Regions from separate parts of the Oryctolagus cuniculus genome. Here region 2 is linked to region 1. Evidence: chromatin contacts called from public Hi-C data. All regions are on one chromosome and are shown on one strand. Each heading gives the region's core, a stretch centred on a gene start, on an enhancer-like site or on the middle of the called end of the contact. The rest is flanking DNA. Distances are from core to core; before and after follow the strand shown. Region 1 overlaps NEURL1 (neuralized E3 ubiquitin protein ligase 1). Region 2 holds the start of NEURL1 (neuralized E3 ubiquitin protein ligase 1).

Region 1 (3,578 bases), core at 1,034-3,533:
CTTCACACAGTGTGTTTGGGTTTATGTGAGAGAGTTGTTGCCCCTGCATCAGCTCCCTTTCCCCCTTGGACACGTGCGTGGTGCTGAAGCTCAGAGGCCCTTTTGCCACCAGAGTGCGAATGGACCCAGAGCCTGGCTTGGGCAACGACTGTAGGTGGGGAGCTTGGATGCGTAGCAGGGACCCTGGTAGGACAGCACAGTGAGTGCAGGCACTCACAGCCAGAGTTCAGAGCTGGTTACTGTGGGCATCAGCAGACTTGACTGTGTGCCCCGGCTGCCCCTGGTGCCCTCCCGTCGACGCTGTTTGCTCAACCCCAGGGGCAGCAGTGGCCAAAGCCCTGGAGCCTGTAGCCTGCAGCCTGGCTTCTGGTCCAGCCCTGGCCCTGCCCTGCATTGGCAGGTTCATCAGCACCCTCTTGAGCTTCCAGTTTTTTCCTTCCTTCAAAGGGATGGGCATCTGGCCTGCAGTACCTGATAGGGTACTTTGGCAAGGCCAGTACAGTATTTTGTAGCCTTTCAGAGCTGGGTCATTCTGAGAGGCCACGTGGCAGATGTCTGGGGGTATGGGATTAGCTGAGTATTAGCCAGGTGACCTGGACCAGTATTCTGTGTCTCCATGGAGGTGCGGAGTTTCTGGGGATGCCCTCCCACTCTGGGGGCCCAAAGCAGCTGTTTCAAGATGCTTGTGGCAGACCTGTCTCAGTTGACCTGGGCGCTTCTTTGTCTTAACCCCTCCTTGACTTTTACAGGAGGAAGAGGTGCTGGGGTCCCTACTGATGGGGTTGAGGTCCTTCCTGGGAGCCAAGTTGGTGAGCACTGTGGACTGGGGAGACAGTGAGGACCCACACAGGGAGTGGGGGTGCTATAAAGCTCTGCAGGGCAGAAGGCCCAGGCAGCTGGTAGAGCTCTGGGCTGACTGACTCAGACCCAGGCCCAGTTTGGCCATTTCCCTGCTTCCTCCTGGGTCAGGCGGGGAAGCAGCAGCCCCGTCATACACACACATAGCCCCTCCTCCCATTCCACGCTGTCCTGAGGACAGCTCACTGCGTCCTGCAACAGCCCGGGGAGGAAGACTGTTTTCATGAACCCTGTCTTTGAGAAGAGGAAACAGACACCCAGGTGGTAATTGGGCTGAGATTTGAACCCTGGCAGCCTCACTCCAGAGTCTGCTTCCAGCCGTGCTGTGAAGGCCCCAGTGTAGACAACACTCTTAATGGCACAGTGACAGGTGGTTGGTGTTGTCAAACCATAGGGATCTGTTTGCCAGTGGGCCTTCCGGGAGTGCTCCCACCCAAGGCCTGGGCCCCGTGGGGTGGTCCTGCACTGTCAGTCCATCTACCAGTGATGCTCAGTGTTTCAGCCCAAAGGTTGGAACGGGAGACTCCACAGATGGCCGGGGCCAGGGCCCAGGAGCAGGCATGAAAATCTGCATCAGCCTGTCCAGTGCTCTGCCTTCCCCTGTGAGCCAGCTCTGCGTGGGAGGCAGGAAGCGGACTCCTCGGGAGGGGCAGGGTGGGCTGCAGAGGCCCGGGGCGGGGGGGAGTCCCTCCCAGCCTTGGGGTGGCTTCAGCTGGCTGGGGGCCTGGCGCTGGAAACGGTGGGCATTGGGAGTTCTGGCTGAGCCATGGGCCTGAAGGTGCGAGTGGGCATGCACGCCATTTGCATGTGTGTTCCTGGTGGGGGAGGGGTGTCTGCCCAAAGAAGAGGATTTAGCCTCCTGCCGTCAGCGGCCAGCTTTTCTCATGATCCAGGCAGGCCCAGCAGGGATCAGTCGATTCGTTTTCATATCTCTGACAGGTGAGGCTCACGTCTTGCTGCAGCACATGGGTCTCCCCATCTCTCTGCCTCTCTCCCCCCATAAGTGTCGCATTGACCTTCCTCCCTTCCCCAGCCAGGTTATACTGAGGGAGCAGATCTTAGGAAAGCAGACCCTGGTCGTTCGTCACTTACTGTCTCTGGCACAAGGGTTCACTTCAAGTTTAAGATTCCTTCTCCTGCTCTAAGGCAGGATGCCTACCAGGTGACAAGGGGCCATGTTTAATCCCCTTCCTTAGGAGAACTGGGCTCCCTGTGCCATGTATTTGCATATACAGCATGCATGCAAAAACACATGGGCAGCTTAGAGTGGTGCCTGGGGCAGGCTCAGTGCTTGTTAAAGCAGGTCCTCCATGTCTCCTCCTCCAAGTAGCTTAGATCCTCAGTGCCGCAGTCATTTCCTGCACCCGGAGTCATTGCTCTCCAGCTTCTGCTTGGGCTCCTGAATCCTCTGGGCCTCCGAGCAGTTGCCTGGCCGCGTTCAGCCCTCCCGCCCGCCTGTGTTGTGTTATCACCATGTTCCAGGAGAGGTGGCCGAGGCCCCGATAGCTCAGCGGATTGCCTGGTCACATGGCCATAGCACTGACCTGTCTGACCTCTAGACCAGAGCTCCCAACAGCCCCTGGGGTGCGGGGGGTGGGGGAAGGCAGATCCATCCACCCTTCCTGGCAGGTGACAGAGATCTTATCACAGGCAAATGTTTGCTTCCAGCTGGGGGCTCTATGGGTGTGGGCTGGCACACTCTGTCTTGCGAATAGAAGCCTGCGTTCTTCCTTGTGCGCTTCTCTCTGCTTGGCATGGACGGGGACCCCTCTGTCTAGTCCAGGCTGGCCAGGCTGGCCCTGAAGCCCAGAACTGGGGAGCAGGAGCAGGTGTGTTTGTGTTTCCGGAGGGTCCAAGAAAGGGCTACTTGGCAATGGGCCAGCGGTGGGAGGGACGCCCAACTTCGGTCTGTTTTCTCAGATTCCCTTTCAGTCTCCACCCCCGCCTGTGCACCTGTTGTGTTCCCGTCATCCCGGGCGGCTGGCAGCTGTCAGCGCGGGGCACCTGTCCCAACCCCAGAGGACGCCCTCTGGGCTCCTTGGCTCAGGTTTCTCTGCAGCACTCAGCTCTGTCTCCCTCTCGGTCCTGGTGGCTTTCTGTCCTTCTGTCCTCACCTCCATCTGCTGCACTGTCTTCAAACTCCACGCGGCAGTGCCACTCCTGTGCTGGCTCCGGGCATGGGAGGAGGCCGTGTTCCCTGCTCCTCTCTCTCAGGCCCCGCTTACTGTGGTAAGGAGGATGGCCTGGCAGGTTGTCCTTAAGCCCCAAATGCCAGGTGACTCATCAGCTCTATCAAATTGTCTCTTGTTCTTGATGGAAAAAACCCCATGGCAGCTAGGAGCTGCCTCCCAGCTCCTCCCACCAGGGCCACGCCCCTCCCTGACTTACCCCCAGGGCCAACAGTCACTTCCGCCTCCTCCATGCCCTGTGCAGCTTTGTCTTCTCCCCTGCTGATGCCCTGACCTGGATGTCCCACTAAACCTAGGGCCAGCAGACATTCATCTTGCGCTCGAGGCCTCTTTGTCCTCCACCCACTATGGAGTCTCAAGGCTGTCTCTAACGTACTAGGTCTTCATGGCTACATCTACAAAATGGGCACAGGACTTGCCTGCCTGATGGCAGGGCTGGACCCAGTGTTCTGAGGAGGCTCTTCCATCTGAGAGGCCTGCGGGCTGTAATTTGGATGGTTCCCGTTGTTCAGTGAGTTTGTCCCATGTTCT
Region 2 (3,360 bases), core at 735-3,234, 40 kb before region 1:
CTGCACCCCCCACCTCCCCTCGTATTTCCTCTGCCTTGTGAAAGGCCTGGTCCCCACTCACTGTGACTTCATTGCATCGGATTTCAGGGGACATACGAGTGTGTGTGCTTGTGCTTGTATGGCAGGGAGTGTGCAGACCGCATAGAGGTGTGTGTGCAAATGCATGAGGAGGGAGCTGTCAGAGCCCGGGGATTTCTGTTGCGTGAGTCATCCATTGAGAGTGTCCTGGGAACACACCGCCCATAAATAAGCCAGCAGGCCCTGGCCTGCCTTGCCCATCTGCAGCTGGCTGGCTGGGACTCTGGGCATCTGAGATGCTGGAGGCCGGGGTCGGGGCCATCTTTCTTCCAGACCCCAGAGGTGCCTGTCTCAGATATTTCTAGCTTGCGCAGCATCCCCGACATTTAAGGGTGTGATACCAGGAACGGTGTGGGAATGGAGCGGAGGCGAGGACACCAGAGGGTGGTTACTGGGCTCAACTCAAGGGACTTAACCGAGCTCTTCACGGGCGGGCAGGGGTTCACCGGGTCATTGGTCCTGGGCCTCTCCCAGGACACAGGGACCCCAGGGTGAACGGGAGGGACTTGTGATGTCCCCGAGCACTTATGATCTACTTGGGGGGAGGGAGAGGGCAGAACAGAACAGGAGAAAGCTACTTCAAGAGGGGTTCTGTATCCAAGGCGTGAAGAGCATAAAACAGAAGAATGGGAAGTGGCTGAGGGGCCGGTGCTGTAGCAGGTGAAGCCGCTGCCTGCAGTGCCAGCATCCCACGTGGGCGCCCGTTCGAGTCCCGGCTGCTCCACTCCTGATCCAGCTCTCTGCTGAGGCCTGGGAGTGCAGTGGAGGGTGGCCCGAATGCTGGGGCCCCGCACCCACGTGACAGACCCTGAGGAGACTCCTGGCTCCTGGCTTTGCATCAGCCCAGCTCTGGCTGTTGCAGCCATTTGGGGAGTGAACTAGTGGATGGAGGACTTCTCGGTCTCCCTCTGCCTCTGCCTCTCTGTGGCTCTGCCTTTCAAGTGAATGAATAAATCTTAAAAAAATAAATAAAGAAAGAAGTGGCTGAGAGCGTGGAATGGTCAGAGAGGGTCAGGACACAAACTCTGCCTGATGTGGGGAGAGAACCTTCTGGGAGAGGATGGATGAGATGCCCATTGCCCACTGGGGTCTTTGCTGGACCGGGGACCAGGTTTGCTGAAGCCAGACCAAGGAGGAGACCTGACTGTGGGAGGAGGGGCCTGGAGCATCCCCTCCATTCCCCCGGGAGACAGTGACGCCGGGGCAGGTAGCAGGAGAGTGCCCTTTCTCTCCCTGAAAGCTCTGGGCAGCAGTGCTGAGTCTCACGGATGGAACAGTCACCTGAGGCCCTTCCTCCAGGAAGCCTTCTCTGACTGCTACAGGCTGCGGATCCCACCTGCCTGGACAGAGCCGCTCAGTTCAGTCAGTGGTTCTCTGATGCTCTGTCCCTGACTGTCCCCAAGCTTGACCAGAGCCCCGCTCCTGTGGGTCTGCTCTGCGTGCCCCCCAAAGCCCCCGGTTTGTGCAGCAATGGGACCGCCTGGGGTCCTGGTGCTGAACCCTCGCCCCAGCGCCCCTTTGGACCTGACTGGGTCGGAGGGTGGAGTGTCGGGGTTCCTAATTTCCATTCCTTTGTTCAGTCATCCACTCACTCATTCGTTTTCCTGGAGCTCACTGCGCCCTTCCAAGCCCTGCACCTGGCGCTGGGAAAACCCGCACATCCGAGAGGCGACGCTCGGAGTCCCTTCCAGATGCCCCTCCGGTCTTCCAGAAGCAGCTCCAGGGGCCCTGCCAGGGCAGGAGCCCCGGCCTCGGAGCCCAACTCCTCGCGCCGCCGGCAACGCCCCGGACCCACATCTGGCCGAACGGGCGCGCGCGTGTCACTAAGACGCTCATTCACCGGCGCCGCTGTCGCCATAGCAACCGGAGCGGGGGACTCCCGGAGACTGCGGGGGCCCGGGCCGCGGTCGCAGGAGGGGCCGGCAGGGGGCGGGAGCGCGAGCGCGGCGGCCGCGGAGACCCGGCACGGCCCGCGCCCCTCGGAGCCCGGCGCCACGCGCGTTGCCGTAGCCGCCGTCCCCGCGGGCGGGGACCGAGCCTGTCACCGAACCGCCGGGCCCCGGGCTAGCCGAGCCACCGAGCGCCCGCGCCGCGAGCCCTGACTCTATGGCCCCGGGGGAGCGCGCCGAAGCCGCCGCGCCGCCCGCCACCTGCCGGAACCCGAGCGCCAGCCGTAGGGAGAGGGGAGCCCCGGGCGCCGCTGGCCCCGGCCCAGGGGCCCGACCGCGGCCCCCGCCCCCGGCGCGGGGCATGGGAGGCAGGTAGCCGGCGGGCGCGAGGCCAGCTGCGGCGAGCAGGACCCGCCGAGGACGCCAAGCCCAGAGACAGGGAGGGAGGAGAGCAGCGGCCCGCCCGCCCCCGGCCGCAGCCCCACCAGGGCCCTCCCCCGGCGGCGCGCACCGGCGCGCGCACTGGCACACAGCCCCTCGGCGGCTGCCCAACCTCGCCTGCCCCCAGCCAGCGCCGGAGCCCCGGGGCCGGATGCCATGGGTAACAACCTCTCCAGTGTCCCCTCTCTGCCGCGAGGGAACCCGAGCCGGGCGCCGCGGGGTCACCCGCAGAACCTCAAAGGTAAGCTTCGCGGGCCCGGCGCCGCCGGGGGACGCGGGGCGCAGGTGGAAGGGCAAGGCGGGCTGCAGACGTGTTGTTGGGCAGCACGGGCAGGTGCCACCTGTTGGGCGTATTTGGAGACAGGGGGTGCACACCTGGCGGGGGCCGGGCGCGCGGCGGGTGAGGGTGAAAGTCGGGGAGGATGGCGTTCCGTGTTCCAGCGCTGGGCTCGTCCCCGGAGTCCCCTCAGGCCCTGACGCTAGGCGGCGTGAGGAGGGGGCGGGGAAGGGCGCTCGCCGCGCGGGTGCGGGAGTGTGGAGGGAAGCTCAGGTGGTCCCGCGGGCTCCTCGGGGGAGGAGGCCGGAAGCCCTGGTTGCGCACAGGATCCGGGGGGTCTTAACAATCCGGGCCGGGCAGAGCAGCCTGGCAGGCGGCGCGGCGCCCATGGCTCCCGGGGTCCTTTGCAGCTGTTGACTTTTCGCATCCGCTGAGCTCGCTCGGTTTGCGTTCTGTCGGAGCCCTGTCAAAGAGCGGCTTGGAGCCTTGAAACGGGGGCGCATTTCCCGGGAAGGTTTTGTGCCCCGCGCCCTCAGCGTCACCCAGCGCCTGGCCCCTGGCCTTGCAGCTCCCAGCGCTGCCTCTGGGGGACCCCTGGCCCTTGTGCCCTGTCAGTTCCTGTCAGAACCAGCAGCCCAGTCGGGAGGGCCCACTCCCTCGCGTCCCCCTGCCGCA

What was found. A called contact is a pair of places that touch in the nucleus more often than the background predicts.
Region 2: a contact with region 1 is called in a Hi-C map of psoas muscle, with 2.3 times the contacts expected there. The contact joins the promoter of NEURL1 here to the enhancer-like site in region 1. A contact is called at or near these places in 2 of 6 Hi-C or Micro-C datasets (psoas muscle and an unstated tissue).

What each region holds. Positions count from the first base shown.
Region 1 is chr15:26,486,841-26,490,418 of mOryCun1.1, reverse strand. It overlaps NEURL1 (neuralized E3 ubiquitin protein ligase 1), which reads left to right. Exons shown (of 7, transcript XM_051824142.2): 2 at 750-809. Among named protein-coding and RNA genes, the nearest start is that of NEURL1, 39 kb to the left of the region's middle. Within about 2 kb of position 2,283, at least 2 of the 8 cell types and tissues checked have an H3K27ac peak or open chromatin away from gene starts, as enhancers often do.
Region 2 is chr15:26,526,623-26,529,982 of mOryCun1.1, reverse strand. NEURL1 (neuralized E3 ubiquitin protein ligase 1) reads left to right here and starts at 1,984. Exons shown (of 7, transcript XM_051824142.2): 1 at 1,984-2,649. The coding sequence starts at 2,565. It overlaps LOC127484235 (a long non-coding RNA gene), which reads right to left and starts at 1,921. Exons shown (of 2, transcript XR_007911102.2): 1 at 1,671-1,921.